Linked DNA regions of Bos taurus: region 2 is linked to region 1. Evidence: chromatin contacts called from public Hi-C data. All regions are on one chromosome and are shown on one strand. The core of a region is the stretch at or near the end of the contact, and the rest is flanking DNA. Distances in the headings are between cores, read along the strand shown.

Region 1 (5,628 bases), core at 1,986-4,485:
TTGTTTAAAAATCCTTCTCTAGTAGTTTCAACAACAGCATCATTTCCAAGTCTGGCTTGGTTGACTCTTTGTCTCTTGAGAGGGGTTTTTTTTTCTTGCTTTTTAGTGTCTTATAATTTTTGACCAAACACCCAGACACTGTGCACAGAGCAGTAGAGACTAAATTAAGTAGCACCAGTTCTGGAAATGAGCATGCATCTTTCGCTAGACAATCAGTGTAAGAGCTGAAGTCAGTGCACTTAGGGGCTGAGCTGGTTTGGACTTTGTTGTTGCTATGGTTACCTTCCTTGCACTACTGATTTCCAGCTCCTCTAGCATCATCTCAAACTTCGGATGAGGACTGGGTTGCTGGAAGGTTTTTAACAATGGTCCTGCTTCACCCCCTTAACTTTCCATCCCTCAGCTGGGTTGCTTGTTACTTGGTGCTCGCTAGCCTGGGTGGGGGTGGGGGGCAGGTGGCTCTTCTTCTGATCCAGCCTCAGTCTTTGGTGACTGTACCCCTGAGTTTGAAAAGCCTCACTCTCAAAGATCACGCGCTTCCTTAGTGACCCTCTCCTCCTCCCCGTGGCAGCAAAATCCTGCTTTGTATTTTGGCAGTTTCCTGCCCGCCCCCCAGTGATAGGAGCCTTGTAATGGTATCAGCATAGGCTCTTGGTCCACGAGGGTTTCTGCCCCTCCCATGTCCCCCAGCCCTGACAAGTTGTCACATGTGCCCTGTGGGGGAAGGGCTTGCTGCTGGTCCCCAGCAACTCCAGATTTCCATTCTATAGAGGAGATGGGTCCTGGGGAGGGCAAGACTTCCCGCCCCTGCAGCTGCAAGCAGTCCTCTCCTCCAGGCTTGATGGAGGCCTGAGGAGAGAGACCTGCAAGAGGGTACGTGCGTCTGTGACTCCTAGGGTCCACGGAAGGCCTGTAGCAATGAGTTACAGATTCAGCCTGAGTCCCTTAGAGCTTGGCACTTGGCGGATGCACAATACATACTTATTGCATATTGGGAGGAAATGACGGACTTTTCTAAGTCTGTTTCTGCACCTGTTAAATGGGGGTGATGAGGCCCACCTCACCGAGAGCTCACTCGGGACAATGGCTACAGGAGGGTTTGTGCTAAGTGGTGGTGGTTTGATCACTAAGTCGTGTCCAACTCTTTGTGACCCCCTGGACTGTAGCCCGCCAGGCTCCTCTGGTCCCTGGGATTTCCCAGGCAAGAATACTGGAGGGGGTTGCCATTTCTTTCTCCAGGAGATCTCCCTGATCCAGGAATTGAACCTGGGGCTCCTACATTGCAGGCAGATTTTTTTTTTTTTTTAACCGATTGAGCTATGAGGGAAGCCCAGAAGAAGCGGAGAGCAGCAAATACACACACGAGATGGTAAATCCCAGAACCTCTGCTTCCTCACCTGTGGGAAAGCTAAGGAGTGCGTGAGACCAGGACCGAGGGTGAGAGGGGTGTGGGTGGCACGTGTGGTGGAGACAGTGGTGGCAAGGGAGGCTGCAAACCAACGGGGAGCTCTAGTTCAGGCAGTCTGGGTTTAAATTCCAGCTCCCACAGTGAAGCCCTATTTGACCTGGGGTAAGGTAAATAACCACTCCGTTTCCTCATCTGTAATATGGGTTTTGAGATTTGTGATAATTCAATTAAAGCTTATCAAGAGTTTAGAATAGTACTTGGCATAAAGTACTTAACAGATTTCAAGGATTTTGTTTGGTTTTACTAATCCCTTCATTCGTCTATTCAACAAATACCGAGAACCTAGGATGCACCAGGCATTGGGCACGGTGCTGGAAATAGGCCATGGAATGCGATAGGGTTCTTGTTGTTAGTGATCAAGAAAAGGAGTCACTGGACAAGAAATTGCCATTGTAAAGAGCACTCTAAACTTGAAAGTGCTACGGAATGTAAAAGTGCATGTCTGAAGAGCTGAGATGTGAAGAACAAGCAGGAATTTGTAGATAAAGGGCAGGCAAGAGTGGGAATTCCCTGCTGGTCCAATGGTTAGGATTCGGTGCTTTGAGCTCCAGTTTGATCCCTGGTCAGGGAACTAAAATCCTGCAAGCCACGTGGCAAGGCCAAAACAATTTTTTTAATGGGGGGTGGCAGTGTAGGGAAGAGTGTGTCAGGCAAAGGGAACAGCAGGTGTAAAGTCTCAATTAGGAAGATGCAAGCACCTGGAAGAAGCCAGGGAGGCTATAGATCAAGGTGAGAAGGAGGGCGGAGGGGGCCAGAGAGAGAGGCAGCTTCGAGGGAATGGCCATAGGCTTCATCCTCAGAATAAGTGAAAGTCGCTCAGTCGTGTCTGACTCTTTGCGACCCCATGGACTATACAGTCCATGGAATCCTCCAGGCCAGAATACTTGTGTGGATAGCCTTTCCCTTCTCCAGGGGATCTTCCCAACCCAGGGATCGAACTCAGGTCTCCCGCATTGCAGGCGGATTCTTTACCAGCTGAGCCACAAGGGAAGACCAGTGGCTAAGACCCCCAAGCTCCCAATGCAGGGTACCTGGGTTCGATCCCTGGTTGGGAAACTAAGATCCCACATATCGAAAGTAAGCACGGGCACCACAACTACAGAAGCTCAGCAGGCTGCAATGAAGACCCGTTGCAGCCAAAATAAATAACGAATTTTTAAGGAAAAAGATCAATGAGAAGTTATTGGAGAGTATAAGCCGGAGCTTCCCTCCTAGGGAAGGGCTTCCCTCCTAGCTCAGTTGGTAAAGAATCTTCGTGCAATGTAGGAGATCTGGGTTCAGTTCTTGGTTTGGGAAGATCCCCTGGAGAAGGAAACGGCAACCCACTCCAGTATTCTTGCCTAGAGAATCCCATGGACAGAGAAGCCTGGCGGGCTACTGTCCATGGGACTGCAAGAGTCAGACATGACTTAGTGACAGATAGACAGATAAGCCGGAGAATGACATGATCATCTTCGGATTTTTAAAAGCAGTTCTGCCAGCTGTGCAAAGAATAGATCTGAGGCGAGCTGGAGTGGAAACAGGGAGCCTTAGAAAGCAGAGAAAAAAAGTGGAGCACGGAACACCCAAGGCAGCAGGGAGTATGCATCTGGACCTTGTGAGCCGATTACTTTTCCCTCCTGAGCCCCAAGAGAGAGGGAATTTGCTAGAAAGTCCAAGTTTCTTGCCAGTTCTAAGATATGGCCACCAGAGGGCGCAAAACACCCTAAAGAGTCTCAGGATCAGCCCAGATCCTCCACCCTGCTAGACTGTCCTAGGACTCAAAGACAGCTCCAGGCGTCCCCTCCCCTCTCCCAATTAAAGGGTTGACTCCAGGGCCCACAGGAGCCAGCCTCCAGTTCCTTTGATAGAAAACAGTGAATAAACTGAAGGAATCAAGGACTGGGAGCCTGAAAACCTGAGCTCTGATCCATTTCCCCACTGCTCCCGGACTTGGGCAAGGTACTTCATGTCTCTGACTCCCCCTCCCCAACATCTGCAAGAATCCTCACTACTGTTTCCCTTTTGCTCCCTCATTTGGACCAGGGACCATTTGCTCCCTCAGCCCTCATTTCAGAGAGAAATGTAAGGGGGTTCAGAGCCTAGTGTTTGAGTCACCTGGGTTTAATCTCCATTCCAACCACAGGTGACTTCACCTGTCAAAGCCCCAGTTAACTGGAAATCCTGATACATCCCTTGCAGGGTTGCAAATTATGAGATAAGGTCTCTAGTGCTTAGAACATATTAATTGCTCGATATATGGTTATTATGCAGACAGAAATTTGACTCACATTCATTAAGTGCTTACTTAATGAATCTCCAGGATTAGAGCTTTAAGAGTAATTCTTTTTGCGCCTTTTGGCAAGATTCCTTCCTTTTTTTTTTTTTTTTGCCTTTTCTGAGCCTCAGTTTCTCCAACAGAAAAACAAGAGGCTGAGTGGCTCTTCAGTAGGAGCCATTCCAGTCCTGACCCACCGGGCTGTCTCTGTCTCCCTCCCTCCAACCTCCTCCTGCTCCCTTCCTTTCTTCCATCTACCCATCATTTATTCATTCAGTCGACAATTATTTATTGAGTATCTACTATATTGCAGGTGCAGGAAACACAACAGACTGACATCCAAACAGGTGTCCAGCACTGACAGCCAGTCTGCTGGAAGCGTGTTTGTTCAAACCCTTCTTTGTCCTCTCTTTCACCAATCAATCCTGCAGGTTATTTTGTGTTTGGAACAGGAAAAAAAAGAAAAAAATGTGCCAAGAGTTTATTTCCGTGCATCTCTGTGTGGCTGTATACACACACACATTTATATTTAACATTTGCAGCAGCGTTGTCATGGGAACCATTTTTTGGTGTCTCTGGGCATGAGGGCTGCCTGTGAGTGGAGGAGCTTTTATGGAACACCCCCTGCATGTACTTTTGTGCGGCGCACCATCCTGCTGGGATAGTTCCCCCAAGAGCCTTTGTCGGCCTTTTTGATCATTGCTGCCTGTTTTTCTCATTGATCTTGTCAGATGTGAGTGAAAATGACTGGGGTGGGGGGTGGGGGGCTGAATGTCAAGCTCAGCGACTGGCAGAGCCAGATCCCCCTGGACATCTGCCAGCGAGCGGCATGGATAGGTCAGCTTGGGCTTTTTGTCTTTTTAAACCCTTGATTTGGGAATGTTTGAGGCTTTGGGGAAGACTTGGATGAAAAGACAAAAGCAGCCAGGGAATGTATTTTCAGAAACAACAGCTGCAGCAGCCACTTTTGAACTTGGTAGGCAGTGCCAGAGCTGGGAGGGGCGGAGTGCCGGCCAGGGGGAGAGAAGGGACGCGCTCTTCATCACGCAGCTCCTCGGGGGGCCTGGCCTGGTCCTCGGTGATTTGCATACTTATCTCCTGTAATCCTCCCATCCAGCCTATAAGAAACACACTGTGGTTCTTAGCAGGAAACTGGGATGGAGAGAAAAAAGGGCCGAGCCAGGAAGTGGCAAAGCTGTGAGAGTCAAACCCAGGCTGAAGGCTGACTCCAGGGTCAGGGTTCTACCCACTGCTCCAGCCACTGGAGCCCTCTCTGCAGCCAGAGGTTCCCCTCAATCCAGGCCAGGATTTGAGGGGAGAGGCCACCAGGAATGGCAGCCCAGAGATGCAAGTCCTCGTGCAAACCCCAAGTCACAGGGGCAGACCCCCTTCCTAGGGGGGCCATGAGATGAACAAATCAAATCTCTGCAGACATTGTATGTTTAGTCACTAAGTCATCTCCAACTCTTTGCGACCCTTTAGACCGTAGCCCTCCAGGCTCCTCTGTCCATGGGATACAGACATTACCTTCACTCTAAATACAGGAGCTGGCTTGCGTTTTGGTGTCATGAGAGCTCACCAGGCATTGCTTCGCTTCTTTATATTATAAAGTCCGTGAGACCAATGTTATCATAAAATTATTCCACTACAGATAAAGAGCGTGAGGTACAGAGAGGTTAGATGTCTTGCCCAAGATCACACAGCTAGTGAGCTGAGATTTGAACCCAAGTAAATTGGTTTTGGCACCTGAGCCCTTCTGGTCGGTGAGCTAGGATTCTGCACGGAGTCATGTGGAACTCTCCCCTCCCCAAACAGCTCCAGCTGAGAGGTAAGAAGGGTTAAAGGAACAGGAAATAGGATCTTCCTTTATTTTTCATGGCTGCACCTTGAGGCACGTGGAACT
Region 2 (5,628 bases), core at 2,028-4,527, 200 kb after region 1:
ATGAAAGAAATATTAGCAGTGTTTACCTATGGTATCATATTGGATGTTACTTAATTGAAACCTTTAATTGTCTAGCAGTGATTTAATAAAAGGCTCTACTTCTCAAAATACGATTTTCCAATCTAGATGATGTAAAAACCAGATAAATTCTGAGGTGTTAAAAAAGATATTTTGCAGGAGAACTCAGAGGTGGTTGTATGAAATGGATGGCAGTTCTTTGGATTTGATAAAGAAATAAAACTTAGGGTAGTTTTTACTTGATAGAGATAGCGTTGTTGAAGTGCTTTAAGAGCTTGGAATTTGATGTCAGCTGGACCTTGGTTTATAGCTTGGTGGTCTTGGGTAAACTGCTTACTGCTCTCAGGCTCCGTTTTCTCATCTGCAAAATGAGGAATAGTATCAGTACTCTCTTTGGACTAATGTGAAGATATGTGAAATAATACAAATAATACGATTAGTGGAGTGTTTGGCATATAGTACGAATCTGGTGGATAAGATTACTAATTATGAGAAAAGATAACCTCTTAGGTTAAAAAAGATTGATTATACATTTTTTAAAAAACAGCAAATCTACTCAAGAGCCATAGAGTCGAGGTTTACATTTTAATCAGGGATAAAGCCAGAAATTCCTGACAGAGAGAAAGCTGAAAGATCTCTGTTGAAGACGCAGAGTAAAAAAACTACTGCCTCAGCAAAAAAGTTTCTGTGCTCCTTGGTACAAGGCTAAGTGTTTCTATTACTTGAGTTCAGTTGCAGTGGTCCTCAAATTGGGATGTTTAAGCCTTTATATATTGTCAGCTTTTGGAAAATCTAGTTTTTAAAAACTTTCTTCTGAGTCTAAAGGCTTGTGATACATTTTATCTTTTAAAAAAATTTTAACAACTAAGCAAAACTTTTAAGAAATCTTTCCGAGAAAAGGTGAATTTCTATTCTGAAATCATTTTTCATGTGTAATGTATCTCAGAAAACGTATCAGTCCTTTATTTATCTGTAGGATGATGATTGTGAAATTAAGCATATTTCAGCCATTAAAAGGTAGAACTATATATGTGTATATATTTATTATTTATCCATTATCAAGAAACCCACACCGGTTCTTGAAGATGGGTTATTGAGATACAGCATAAATCCAGAGCATTGCTTTTGGATCTGAAAACTTCAGGTAGCTGGCTGCTTTTACTCTGATATTTTTCCTTTTTAAACACAAATTAAATTTTTTTCCCTTGTGCCTCACAGATTTAAGTAAGGAAATAGACAGCGTTGGCTCAGGCTGCTGCAGTAGCTACTTTGGAGAAGTGGAGTAGGGGAGAGAGTGGTTGGAGTGGGACTGCTGAGCATCGGGTAGCTTGAACCAGTGTTGTGGGATGCCTTCGAGGACTTTGTTAGGAAGAGTTTGCATCTTGTATTCATGGATGGAGGGGCCAGTTTGGCTTGTTTTCCTATTCCTATGGAATTAGTATTGGCATTTTGGATAGAATAACCAGTTACGAAAAACTGCTCTCTATATTGCAGTTCCTTTAGCAACCTTTGGGCTAATACATGCCAGTGGAGTTCCTACAGTGACAGTTTAAGAAACAATGAAAAAAAATACCTCCGTACATTTCCAGATACCCTGTATGGAAGTGGTACTGTTTCTCATTTAAGAATGACTGGCTGAAGGCTGTAATTAAGACATCTCCTCAGACCTAAACCCTGAGAGTTTCATGGAGAAGGAAATGCTCATGATATGAAACAAGACATAGAGAGGCTTGCATAATGAAAGCAGTACTGTTGAAAACAAGTGTTGAAGGCGTAGAGAAAAGACACTTTTTTAGGGAAAATATTTATGTCCTGGGATATTTTTGGTTTCTTGTGCTTAGGACTCAAAGTTGAATGAAGGCCCCCCATTTTTTTTTTTTTTCCCCATCTATGGCTGTTTGCTTTGGCCAGAAAGAGTCAAATCAAGGGTTAGAGTCAGTTTTGACTAGTTAGAATTAGTGAATGGATTTCTCAGTTCTCCTTTATTGCATTATTCATCAGCGGCTACCTTTCCAATCATGTATCCTTTCAGTGCTTTGATCTCATTTTTTTTTTCTTTTTATGAAATAATTTGGTGCTGGATGATGTTTTGATGTTTCTAAAGTCCTGTAGTACATATATAACTTTTCATAGATGTTTAGTAACAATTGTTTCCATAAACTGTTGACTAAAAAAGATGCACAAGGTGAGAGTTGTGGGTTAAGTTTTACTTGTGGCCAAATGAGGATGACAGCCCTGGAGACAGCATCTTAGATAGCTCTGAGAAACTGCTGCAGAGAGGCAGCGGGGAGGATCAGTGTATAGTGATTTTTGGTGAAAGGGGAGTACATTCAATCAAGCACACAGATTTTTGGAGAAGGTTGTTGCTAGTCTCTGTCGCTAGTCTCATGAAGGTTACTGCTGGTCACGAGGAGCAGACATCACCACAAGTAATTTTAGTGCTTTTCTGGTTGTGAGGAGATGTAAGAGTTGCTTCTTCTGAAACTATCTTCCTAAGGCCTGTTCTGCCAGTTTTTCCCAGAGCACAGAGGGCCTTATTCTTGATCTCCACCCTGAACTCCTTTCAGGGTGCGTTGAAGGTCAGTGGCTGCAGCAGTCTGTGATTTAATCCTTATGGAGGTAGATGGCAAGTGCCAATTTTTAGTTGGCAAAACGTTGCAAAGAAAAAAAGAATAGTTATTTAGATAAGCTATTTGATTCCTTATGAAAACACCGTCATCCAGTTTAGTAATCTGGAACTTATGTATTTTCTTTCTTTTTTGTGAGATGAAGTTATCAGAATTGAAGTGGAACAACAGGATTTTGGGTAGTTAACATTTTTAGTTTAAGAGAACCAAGAAACTGGTATACTGGTATAGGAAGTGTTTCTTGGAACTGCTTTCATTGAACAGATCTTTCCATAATCTTCGTAAGAGCCCAGCTAGGGCTCTGTTTGAGTCCCTCAAGAAGAGGGATCCCGTGTTCTGAGTAAGGTTGTACCTGCCACATCATCTTCCTGGTACAGTTAATTTTTGGCTTTTGCAGGGAGTCTTTGGCCTAGTAATGATGTTCTTACTCTTTTTGCACTTTATAACCTGAAGAGAGCTTTAGCTTAAAATAACAGTAAAAGAAGTAGTCCTAACTTATTTTATATGCAGAACAATCTTGGCTTTAGAAATATGTCAACTATTTTTCTTGCAATGTTTGAAAATCCCGAGGTACCTAGAAACTGAAAGAACAGAACGTACACCCAGAACTGAAACAAGTGGCTTGGTATTATGTAGATCTGGTCTTTGAAGACTGTGTAGCTGTGGTTTAAAGTTACTGATGTTCCTGTCCTTATTTTACTTTTGACTTTCACAAGAAATATCAAGTGTTGGTTTTATACCATGGCTGAATAGTCTTTGCATTTTGAGGTAATTTAAATTGTTCATGGAACAAAAACATTTTGTAGTATGTTGATATATGATTTTAGTTCACATAGTGTTCAAAGGAATTGGATTTAGCATTAATAAATGATAAGCTTCACAAAACTTAACAGTGTTTGGCATCAAAGAATTGTTACCTGGTGGCAGGCGTTGAAACTATGCAAGTTTTCCTACTGTAATTTGGTTCTTTTTGCAAAAAGATTTTTTAAAAAGGAAGAAACAGTTGCCTTGCATTCCATCCTCTCCATTATGACCTCTAAAGGTTTCTGTACTCAAAGTTGTGCTGTTAAAATTGATGTCCTGGTCCCTGGTAGAGAAATATTTGTATTGCTCTAGGCAGTTTCTTAGATTTGGAAAATAAAATAAATGAAGGTTTTGAATTTGCCTCTAGGGCCAGACCTGGCATATCAGAGTTTAATGGATAGGAAATCTGATTAAGCATCTGTGCAGTCTTATTACCAGAACTCTTGTACTTTTCAGAGCTTAATGTAGGCCAGTGATGGGCAGTTTTATCTGGTACCTAACTCACAAGGAGTTACAGGGTGGCAGCAGAGACAGCGACGAAAATATAGGTTGGGAGTTGTCATAACTGGAATTCAATCTAACCTTTACTGTAAACTGACCTTTGACCTCAGCTTGATCTGTGAAATGGGTAAAATATGCTCACACGTGAAGTAATACTGAAGTATTATAATAAGAGCATGTATTTCCTGAGGGCATTGTGATAATTAAAAGTATCTGCCTGTCACAGTGCCTGACACATCCTAGGCCCCTGATAAGCGTCAGTTTCCTTTAGCACTGAGATGCCTTTCCCTTTCACCGAGCTATTTTTACCTGTGAATGAAGTGTTCTACAAGGATGCTTCTGTGTCCCAGACTCTGCGCTGTGATCCGACAGAACACTAGCTTGTTCCTGACAGAATCCTTAGGGACTTCTTTCCTCCATCTGACACAATCCTCTGAGGGAGCACTGTCTAATAGAAGCACATCTTCTGTATCTGTGCTGTTCACTACGGAAGCCATTAGTCACGTGTAGCTGTTGAGTGCTTGAATTATGCGTTGTGACCCAAGAATTGAATTTTTAATTAAATTTTAATTTAAGTAACCACATATGATTAGTGGCTGCCTATTGAACAGCTCAGCTATAGGGCTTAATTCCTTAGGTCTAATCTCCTAATTCTTAGTGAAATCTAAATTATCTGATAATATAGGCTATGTGCAGGAAAACACAAAGAATTTTAAATGAATAACCTTCATTATAAATTGTTGTAAGTCAGCAGAACATCTGATTCGTACTTGAGTGATATGCCATTATGTGGACTCTTTACCACTTGTCTTTTTCTAGCTCATCAGAAAATCATAACACTATTATTTTTCCTTGCACGCTTATTTTTTTTAAAAAAAGATATCGGAGGAGGTGATGGCACCCCACTCCAGTACTGTTGCCTGGAAAATCCCATGGATGGAGGAGCCTGGTAGGCTGCAGTCTGTGGGGTCGATAAGAGTTGGACACGACTGAGCGACTTCACTTTCACTTTCCACTTTCATGCATTGGAGAAGGAAATGGCAGCCCACTCCAGTGTTCTTGCCTGGAGAATCCCAGGGACGGAGAAGCCTGGTAGGCTGCAGTCCATGGGGTCGCACAGAGTCAGACACGACTGAAGTGACCTAGCAGCAGCAGCAGCAGCGTTAACCTAAAAGTTCTTAATTGAGAATCTGTTTATCCCTCCAGTAGGTTGAATTTATCAATACATATGCAAAAAACTAGGGATTTCAGAAGCATAGTTTTGATATGTTTTTATTGCTTTGCAAATTAATAAGTACTCAGTGGTTTTAGACGTAGGAAGAACTAATGTGACTGAATAAGTTTTTTATAGTTGCTGAAAATGAATAGGTGTTTTTCAAAGAATTTCTGATTATTATATAGATTTTTTTTTTAGAGATGTCTTTGTCTTTTGATGATGTTAGGAGAACAAATTCATAAGAAATGTTATATTCTAATTGACAGCATCTTGGGAATTCCCTGGAGGTCCAGTGGTTGGCTTCATTGCAGGGGCCCGGATTCAGTCCTTGGTCAAGGAACTGAACTCCTGCAAGTTGCACAGCACACACACCACACCCCCCCCACTAACCCTCCCCCCCCCCCACCAAAAAAAGAGAAATGGACATCATCTTCAAAAAGCAATATGACAGATGTTGTTGGC

The links. A called contact is a pair of places that touch in the nucleus more often than the background predicts.
Region 2: a contact with region 1 is called in a Hi-C map of skeletal muscle, with 11 times the contacts expected there. The contact joins two enhancer-like sites. A contact is called at or near these places in 5 of 11 Hi-C or Micro-C datasets (blood, liver, skeletal muscle and 2 more).

What each region holds. Positions count from the first base shown.
Region 1 is chr2:131,463,251-131,468,878 of ARS-UCD2.0, forward strand. No RefSeq gene overlaps it. Among named protein-coding and RNA genes, the nearest start is that of EIF4G3, 17 kb to the right of the region's middle. Within about 2 kb of position 3,236, at least 12 of the 102 cell types and tissues checked have an H3K27ac peak or open chromatin away from gene starts, as enhancers often do. A contact at or near this core is called in skeletal muscle, where this site is marked.
Region 2 is chr2:131,661,569-131,667,196 of ARS-UCD2.0, forward strand. All of the region lies in intron 4 of EIF4G3 (eukaryotic translation initiation factor 4 gamma 3), which reads left to right. Among named protein-coding and RNA genes, the nearest start is that of EIF4G3, 180 kb to the left of the region's middle. Within about 2 kb of position 3,278, at least 6 of the 102 cell types and tissues checked have an H3K27ac peak or open chromatin away from gene starts, as enhancers often do. A contact at or near this core is called in skeletal muscle, where this site is marked.